3 separate regions of the Mus musculus genome follow, and all the other regions are linked to region 3. A link is a contact called in public ChIA-PET and promoter capture Hi-C data. All regions are on one chromosome and are shown on one strand. The core of a region is the stretch at or near the end of the contact, and the rest is flanking DNA. Distances in the headings are between cores, read along the strand shown.

Evidence for each region. Promoter capture Hi-C pulls out the DNA fragments that hold promoters and counts their contacts. ChIA-PET counts read pairs in DNA pulled down with a chosen protein or histone mark.
Region 1: a contact with region 3 is called in a promoter capture Hi-C map of liver, with 3 times the contacts expected there. The contact joins the promoter of Gdi1 here to the promoter of Mpp1 in region 3. A contact is called at or near these places in 2 of 39 promoter capture datasets (erythroid cells and liver).
Region 2: a contact with region 3 is called in an RNA polymerase II ChIA-PET map of memory CD8 T cells, with 7 read pairs. The contact joins the promoter of Rpl10 here to the promoter of Mpp1 in region 3. A contact is called at or near these places in 1 of 39 promoter capture datasets (erythroid cells) and 2 of 115 datasets of contacts at active chromatin or transcription factors (extraembryonic endoderm stem cells and memory CD8 T cells).

What each region holds. Positions count from the first base shown.
Region 1 is chrX:74,303,740-74,306,610 of GRCm38.p6, forward strand. It overlaps Gdi1 (guanosine diphosphate (GDP) dissociation inhibitor 1), which reads left to right and starts at 1,273. Exons shown (of 11, transcript NM_010273.4): 1 at 1,273-1,702; 2 at 2,840-2,871. The coding sequence starts at 1,658. It overlaps Atp6ap1 (ATPase, H+ transporting, lysosomal accessory protein 1), which reads left to right. Exons shown (of 10, transcript NM_018794.4): 10 at 58-982. The coding sequence ends at 267.
Region 2 is chrX:74,269,266-74,272,400 of GRCm38.p6, forward strand. It overlaps Rpl10 (ribosomal protein L10), which reads left to right and starts at 1,551. Exons shown (of 7, transcript NM_052835.3): 1 at 1,551-1,609; 2 at 1,714-1,759; 3 at 2,395-2,453; 4 at 2,535-2,642; 5 at 2,914-3,052. The coding sequence starts at 1,737.
Region 3 is chrX:75,129,408-75,132,757 of GRCm38.p6, forward strand. Mpp1 (membrane protein, palmitoylated) reads right to left here and starts at 1,609. Exons shown (of 12, transcript NM_008621.3): 1 at 1,318-1,609. The coding sequence starts at 1,419.

The DNA of each region.
Region 1 (2,871 bases), core at 23-2,522, 830 kb before region 3:
TCTTACTGTGTGTGGAACCTTGTGGAACCATCTGATCCATGTCAATGTGTCTCCTAGATCCAGGCCTTCAATGTGACTGGTGAACAGTTCTCCTATGCTAGCGACTGTGCTGGTTTCTTCTCTCCGGGCATCTGGATGGGTCTGCTCACCACCCTCTTCATGCTTTTCATATTCACCTATGGTCTGCACATGATACTCAGCCTAAAGACCATGGATCGCTTTGATGACCACAAGGGCCCCACCATCACTTTGACCCAGATTGTGTGACATACACCTGAGAGGAATTGAGGGAGTATTGGTGTCTAGGTTGTCATGTTTCTGTTTTGTGACACAGTGGATGGAAAGGTTTGTCCTCTTCCTACTATAGCATGAACCCTACATACGCCACCCTCAGTCTCTCTTGCTTCCTCTTTAACCCGGAGAGGGACTCCCCTGTGGCTATCCCCCATCTCTACCAACAAAGTGTATTCTTCATAGATATTAGATAAATCTTCCAGGCTTCATCATCAAGAGGGGAAGGGACCTTAATTCTAGGGTCTCCCCTTTACCCTCTCTCCTTATTTATTCTTGCCCCTCTGCTATTATTCCTTGCTGTTTATAGTGCTTTTGTGTAGTAAATGCTCACTCCCCAAGCTTTATGGAGCTTCCAGCAACAGCCATGAACTTGAGGTTCCTTGAATTTGCGAGGTGTGGAAAGACTACTTGACTGTCTGTCCAGCTTAGCTGTTATGTTTTTTGGGGGGGAGGGGTGATGTGTTAAGAGTGAGTGGTACACTGGGGTTTATTTCTGTGGCCTGGGAAGGAAGAAACCATCACGAGGATTGGTGAACAAAGTGTGCTCACTGGGTTTCTGGATTATTCCCATAAAGACTGCCTGTCAAGAGGCCGGAGGTGTGTGTGGGGGGTTGCTCTGTTGTTTCCTTCCTAATAAAATAAAGACGTGTTGCCTTGTGTTGGGCTTCGTGTCACTCATTTCTGCACTGAACAGTAGATTTTTTTTTCTTGACTGAAGGGAAGAAGTGCTCAGATGTAGTCCAGTCATGCAAGAGGTGAGAGAGGAAGGGTGGGAGGGTCTTCAGTAAGCTGATACTCTTAACAAACCTACTTAGAGTAGAGGCTTGTTACTTTTCCTGGCCTTGGGAGGAATCCTGACAATGGTAGCTCCGCTACTGTGCAACAACACACAGCAGGGCTTCCATACCTTGTGTTTCTCCCAGGGGGCGGTACGGGAGCGCGCGGGGCGGGGCGGGGCGCGCGCGGCTCCCGCGCAAGGATCTTTCGGAGGACTCAGCACCTGCTGCCGGCCTGCCCCGCCCCGTATTTTTCTGGGCTCACGAAGAGCCCCGATAACCCCTGCAGTCATTCTGGTGCTGGGACCCAGGTGACAGAAGCCCTCCCAGAAAACAAGCAAGGAAATGATGACTGGTTGGGCGGGGCGGGGCCAGCGGAGAGAGAGAGGGACTCATTAACGCTGCGTAGGGATCAGGAGACAACCGACAGACGCCATCTTTGGTTCAGTGCGGCGGCAGTGACAGAAGCAGCGGCAGGGGCAGCAGCAGCAGCGGCAGTAGCAGCAGTAGCAATAGTAGAGGTAGTGGTAGCGGCTGCTGTGGTGAAGGAGGAGGAGCAGAGCGGACGCTGGTACCAAGGCCTGATCATGGATGAGGAATACGATGTGATTGTGCTGGGGACAGGTCTTACCGTAAGTGCCACTTCAGGCTCTCATAGCCCTGCATCATGCCATCCCTCCCCACCCCACGCCATCCCTCCCCACCCCACTCCATCCCGCATTGATGCAGAGTCCGGTATCCGATCCATCCTCCCATCATCCTAGCTCCAGCCCTGGGAAAACCAACCCCATGCCCAACCCACTACCTCACCCTAGGATGTCGATTCCAGTTCCCAATTCTCTGTAGAGGGCCCCACTTTGTCCTGTGTTCCTGCACTCTAGTACTTAACCTCAGACCCCTATTCTTCCCTATCTCTATCACCGAGGTGGAAAACTCACCCCCCCACACACACAGTGGAACCATTGCACCCAGCCCCCACCCTTTGCCTGAACTCATCACCTGCTCCAAGGCCTTGATTAGCATCCCTTACCATCTTGTGATCAAACTAGGGGATGGAATATGAAGATGGGTATGGGGACATTACAAGGGTGGGCCCTCATCATGCTTTTCTGCTTTTTGGGATGGGATAGGAAACCCATGGAATGTTCCAGAGACAGCAGGAGTGTGTGTGTGGGGGGTGTGGGGGGGGGGTAGTGACCACTTTACCTCTGCCCCAACTTGGTTTCCCATGGAGATCTCAGACTGAATATATATCCTCAGCCTTTGTCCTTGGGTTAGTGACTGACTGGTGAGGGTGTTTGTCTCTTCCCTGCCCCCGCCCCCCCCAACCCCCACCCCCGGCCTAAATCTTTTTAGTTTGAACCCTGAGTCTAGACCAGTGGATAGGGCCAGAAGAGAGTCAGGGGCTCCTGCCCTTTGAAGGAGGAGCAGGGTGGGGCCTGGGATTTCAAGGACTTGGCCTTCTCTTTCAAAGGTCCTTTGAATTGGTTCTTCTTGTAGACTCATTGTCTTTTTGTGGGCTCAGAGAAGTAGATACTTCTCTTGGCTTGTTGATGCTGGAAGACTTGGAAGCTGAAAGCTCTGCCCCCCAAACCTCCTTTAATGCTCCAGTAGTTTACTCAGCAGGGTTGTAAAGGAAACATCATATGAAGCCATCTTCTCCTCCCCAGTTTTAGGCACTGAAAAGAGCTGCATTATAAAATTGGTGGTGGGCATGAAGCAAGTTGGAGGGTTATGGGGTATAGCTGCAAATGTCACTCCTTCCCCAGGAATGCATCCTGTCTGGCATCATGTCTGTGAA
Region 2 (3,135 bases), core at 301-2,800, 860 kb before region 3:
AAATAAATGTTTAATTGAAAAGGTGGTCAAAGCCGGGCGTGGTGGCACACACCTTTAATCCCAGCACTTGGGAGGCAGAGGCAGTCGGATTTCTGAGTTCCAGGCCAGCCTGGTCTACAGAGTTCCAGGACAGTCAAGACTACACAGAGAAACCCTTTCTCAACAAACAAACAAACAAAATGAAGAAAAATGTGGTACATTTGCAAAATGGAGAAACCCTGTCTTGAAAAACCAAAAAGAAAGATAAGAAAAGGTGGTCAAAATATATAGACTATTCTCATTTATCTCTCTCCAGCTAAAGAAACAGCCACCTCCACAACTGCACAAATACCAATCAGGTGGAGAGGACTGGCAGGACAGAACTGTTTTCAGAGGATAGATATCAATTTGTGAAGCCTCCAGGAACTGGATAAGTGTCACAGGGAAGCTATTTGGCAGAAGCAATCTAGTAGCTCTGGTTTGTGGCTGGGAATCTTAAATGTGCTGGAACAAGCTGGGCACATGTAACCAGGGAGCGGCACCATGGGATGTTGGGAGGGAAGGCCCTTGGTCCCTATACTTTTGTTCCTATCATGTCTCCCTAAGTGACACAAGAGGCACAAATTCATAGAGTCTGAGTGACTGATGATGCTCAGACACGTGCTCCTAGATCAGAACAGTGTTCCCGTTCTGGTGCCTCCCTAGATTGTAACCTTATATGGGAGAGTAGTTAGTGGTTAGCTGCCAATCCTTCTAGACACACCCAGATGTACATTTTGAATTCTTCATAGTGAAAAGAAGAGGTGTGCTACACCTAGTTTTTCTCTCGGAATCTGGGGCAAAGGAACTCCGACTCTCCTACTAGGGCGTGGCCCACAGCACCGCGACCCTCCTGGGGCTAGTAGGAAGTAATGATATCGCCATCGTCTTTGCCCAGTCTCCAGTCTCCCTAAGAACACGTCTTTTCCTGAGAATTAGAGTGGGGCGGGCCCAACTAGCGAGGAGGACAGTGAGCGCCTAACGGAGATTTTTTTCCTCTAAGGGAGATTTTAATTGGTCTCCTGAAAGCAATCAAGCACCTATCATGGTGCTCTTTGTTGGCTCTTAGACGTCAGCTTTGTGGGTGGGTCTCCAACCTCCCGGGTGACAAAGGAACTTCGGAGTCCCTACCATGGAACGTTCGCGCCATTTCCTGTAGCCTTGAGGAAGGCCTGAACCAGCACTCTAGAGCCCTGTAAGCAAAGGAACACCTCCGTGACGGTCCAGTTCCACTGAGAAAGACTCCCCTTTTCAAGTCTTAGAATATTGGCAATCATACGTAATAGCAAAACCTGTCAATGGCTCTCCGCCCAATATGGCCAGGCGGAAGCTGGTTTCTCTTGCCTATGTGTCGAAATCCCATTCGCCAGCATGCAGTTCCCTATTCCGGTATCCAGTCACCAATAAGCTCTGTGCTTCGTTCGGTCCCGCCTGGTACACATGCGCAGAGCAGCGCTGCATCTATGATCTTAGCGTCTGATAGAGCGTCGACACCACCCCCTGGCTGTAACTCTATGGTTGTTACAGTGGAAGATAGGCCGCCTATATAAGGCGTGAGCAGGCGTGGGAGCGTCTCTTTTCCTCTGGCGCGGTGAGTGAGTTCGGTCACGGTTTTTTACGATGGTCTCGTAATTTTTCTTTGGGATTTTTTTTACACTTATTCTGTGTCTGTATTCTTTGACTGTTTCATTACAGCCACCGACGATCCTATTGTCATCATGGGCCGCCGCCCCGCCCGGTGGTGAGTGCTGAACCCATGCAATCTTCCTACTGTGAAAACTGAGGGAAAAATGCATTTCTTTCGAAAGACTTTTTTTTTATGGGTGGACTCTCTGCCACTTAGAGACCCTGAAGTAAAGACTGACTTCGGGTTTTCTTTAATACTTTACTGGGACCTTTATTTTGAGGCTGTGGGTGGCGTTACCCAATACTAAAGCGCTTGGGTAGAACTAGCATGTCCGTGTGCATCCAATCCTCTGCGTCGCAAATGAGCCTTTTTACAACGCCTACCAGGCCTTCTTGGTCACTTTTGCGTCCGTCTTTTATTTCCGGCCTTGAGCTTTGTGGTTTTTAACAGGACACCAAGGGCTGACCAGTCCGTAGGCGCCGCCTAAACGCGTGTCCTGAAGAGGACGCCATATTCTCTTAACGTGGCTAAGGCGGGTCTTCTGTCACATGCTAGGAAAATTGTGATATCTCACCCAACTCTGGTTAGAGGGTGATGCTAGTGCATGATTCTTTTTCTGTTTTATAATTTGTGTAATTGTTTAACAACAAGTTGCCTTAGAATCAGTTACCCTGAATGGAAACTGGATTCAGAGCTGGTTTAGTCCTGTTGTCACCATTAATCACACCTGAGTTTCCTTCCTTCTATAGTTACCGGTATTGTAAGAACAAGCCATACCCAAAGTCTCGTTTCTGCCGTGGTGTCCCTGGTAAGTAGTGACAAACTTCGAACTGGATCGGTGTTTGTCTATTCCCCACTTCTCGAGAACTTTAAACCACGTGTTTTTCAGATGCTAAGATCCGAATCTTTGATTTGGGACGGAAGAAAGCAAAAGTTGATGAATTCCCACTTTGTGGCCATATGGTGTCAGATGAATATGAGCAACTCTCTTCTGAAGGTGAGACAGCTCCCATTTGTTAATTGGCTCTTTTTTTTTTTTTTTTTGGTTTTTCGAGACGGTTTCTCTGTAGCCTTGGCTGTCCTGGAACTCACTTTGTAGACCAGGCTGGCCTCAAACTCAGAAATCCACCTCCCAAGTGCTGGGATTAAAGGCATGGACCACCATGCCCGGTGTGTTAATTGGCATTTCTTGTGTACTTGTGGATTATATATTATAATTTATTCAATGTCCTGACACCCTGTTTCACTGCTGTTATTTCCCCATTCAGCACTGGAGGCTGCCCGTATTTGTGCCAACAAATACATGGTAAAGAGTTGTGGCAAGGATGGCTTTCATATCCGAGTGAGGCTCCACCCTTTCCATGTCATCCGTATCAACAAGATGTTGTCCTGTGCTGGGGCTGACAGGTAAGCTGGTGTTTTATTTGGTTTTGAGACAGGGTTTCTCTGTATCCCTGGCTGTCCGGGAACTTAATGTACACCAGGCATAT
Region 3 (3,350 bases), core at 359-2,858:
GACACTAAAAATGTCCTGAAGTCTGACATGTTAGCCCATATAGTGCCTATAAACTCAGGAGGCTGAGGCAGGAGAATTGCAAGGAATTCAAGGCCAGTTGGGGCAACTGAGTAAGCTACAAGGTAACCTGAGCTAGTGTGAGACAGCGTCTCAAAGCAAGAAACAAACAGATAAACAAAAAAAGCAAAATGTCCTCCTACTTGCCAGCAAGAGAGATAAAATTTGCTGACATTTAATTGGTGCACAGTTTCTTCCCCTAAGCAGTGAGTTGCTCTGTCAGTGTTACTAAAAGAGGACTTTGGGTGTGGAGCATAGAAAGGCAAGATTAAATAACCATACTTCCAAAACTAGCTTGGGGAGGGGAAATGACACCAGAGATAGGGAAAAGGAAACAGAGCTCCAGAATTGAGGAACCAGAATACAACTGTCATAATATGGATTTTTTTCTCGTATTAATTCTTCACTTTTTCTTTTTTTCCCTTTATCAAAAAAAAAAAAGTGATCAAAACACATAATAGCTACCATTCCTGTAAAGGTTTTTGGATTTATTTCCTCAGTTTCATCTAGTATCATCTTTGAACATTTTGTGTAAGTAATGTATGTTGTTTAATAGCTGTACCTTCCTATCACAAAGCCATCTTCGCTGTATCACAAGCAGCATCATAAATCTCCCAGGAGAAGGGACTGGGGAGCAGAGGGAGCAGGGTCCGTAGGTGAATGGGGAGGGGGAGACATGTTACATAGAATCTAATCACAACCACCTCTGGAGGCCTGACATATTAGATTAATAACTATTTACTGTCTAACACTGGAATATGAATGCTACCTTAGTTTACAGCATAGCACAAGGAGACCCCCTGAAATGAAATGCAGAGGGAAATGTGTGAGCTTTTTAGAGCACGAAGTTGGTTTTCACAACCATGTCTGTGAAACAACACAAACGCTCAATAACAGCCAGGCAGATCTACTATTGGATGTGTTCCTTAAAGTCTTATTTTCCTTCTTCAAGTCTGTTAGTAGACTTCCATCCATGAGCAAGTTTTCTTTGACCTTAAGTATTCATTTAGTCCTGGCCTGCCTCTCGGGATTTTCACCTAGGAGGGCTGCTCCAGGCAACTATCCACCACACCCAGATCTCAGCAGGAATCGGGCCCAGTGCTAAGGCCTCCACCCTGGGGGCAAGACACCCAAGATCTGGCCATCCGGGGACAGAGCGCTTGGGAACAAGGCCATGGATAGGAAAAATCCAGCAGCAGATGGAAAGGCCTGGATCCTAGACCCAACCCGAACCCAGAGGACCCCAGGGGTCCCGCTAACCTCAGGTCGGTTACGCTTCTGTAGTAAGTGCTCCAGGTAGAGGTCCGAAAGTGCGGTGCGCATGCTGTTCCCTCCCTCGCCTTCGCTCGACTTGAGCGTCATCTCTCAGGAGCAGAGACAACCAGACGCAGTAGCCGCAGAGCTTTGAGCCCAGGAATCGCAAATCGGGGAACTGCGGCCTGTTCAGAGACGAGCTAGACTAAGGCGGCGGAGGAGGCAGGGATCAAGAGCTGCGCTGAGAGCCAGGAGGGCCAAGCAGAGCAGTACCCACGCTCCGCCTACTCTCCACCCTGGCCCGCCCCTAAGCCCACCCACGCCTTGGCCTTCCTTGTGCTTAGCGATTGGAGAAGGCGCAGTTTAGCGTTGCTTGAAAGCTCCGCTCTAACCACGCCTCTGCGGGCCCTGTCGAGATGCGCAGCCAGCATCCCTGAAAAGATAAAATTCCGAGACAGGAGCTTCCATTCTCTCTCTTACTCGCACGACCTGTGAACTACCGAAGCGGATCCCAAAATGTCCAACTACTGCAACTGCAGCTCTTTTACCAACCACGAGTTGCAACTAGCTGAGTGAACTTTACATCCAGATTGCTCCTGACATCAGGAATCAACCAGCTACCCTGAAGAATGTAGGGGCTCTTAAATTGGTCCCAAGGCCAATGCACCTTTCCAGGTTTAGACTTGTAAAAGTGTGCTGCTGGTACCATCATTTACATTGGTATATGCTATTCAGCGAGGAAAGATGGGACTGCCCTCAAGAGCAAACTGGTTTTATTTACCTTAGGCCAGATCTCCTGTTGTTAATGCCACACAATTTCTAGGAATCAACAGAAGCAAATGGAACAAATAATCTTCAAGAATTGGAGTAAACGCCCTAAACTTCCAAATGGTCTGGAGACTAATGAAAGACTTTCTAAACAAAATGAATGTTTACTGGGTTTAAAGGCTCCTTGGGAATCCTGTCCTAAAATTCAGAGCTTGTATGATTGATAGCTTACACTCTCCCCCGTCCCTAGAAGAATTACTTTTAGGTGGAGAGAGAGGAGAAGAAAAGAGAAGAGAAGAGAAAAGGGGAGGAGAGAAGGGCAAAGGAGGAGATCTTGGTACAGAGGAAGAGAATACACTGAGCAATGTTACAGAATAATCAACTATGTAACACCTCTGTGCCCATATACAAAGGTACTCAATAATAAAAACAGCTAGGTGAGTAAATAAGGCCTTTCATTAACTGACAGTGGAACTGGAAAGGATGAAATTGGAACCTTGGTTTATGTGATACACAATGAAGATGAACCTCAGTTGGCGGACTGCTTAGCTAGCATGCAAAATCCCTGGGTTCAACTCTCAGTAATGCACACACTATTCATGATAGTGCGTGCCTATAATCTTAGCATTTTGGAGGTGGAGTTAATAGGATCAGAAGTTCAAAGTCATTCTCAGTCACTCAGTAAGTTTGAGGGCAACCTAGAATACATAAGACCTTGTCTCAAAACAAAACTAATAATAAGTAAATAAGAAAAAGAACTTTAAAAAATCAGAATATTTTATTCCACTTAAATATATGGATGTTGGAGAGTATATATTTTTAAGGAAAATGTAATTATATATTTTTATAACATGACACATAATCAAGTCTTTTTATTCTTTTTATCATATATATTATTGTATTTATTCACTTTGTATCCTGCTCACTGTCTCCTCCCAGTCACCTCCTCCTACCATTCTTTCTCCCATCCCCCCTTCTCCTCTGAGTAGGTGGGGGTTCCTGAGTATTCCCCCACCCTGATACATTAAGTCTCTGTGAGGCTAGGTGCATCCTCTTCCACTGAGGCCAGATAAGGCAGCCCAGCTAGAAGAGTATACCCCACCTACAGGCAACAGCTTTTGGGATAGCACCTGCTCCAGTTGTTGGGAAGAAAAAGAACTTTTTTAAAACAAAAGAGAACTAGACATAGTGGCACATACCTGTAATCTCAGTGCTTGGGTGGTAGATACTGGAGAATCTTGAGTTTAAACTCAGCTTCTGCTACAAGGTGA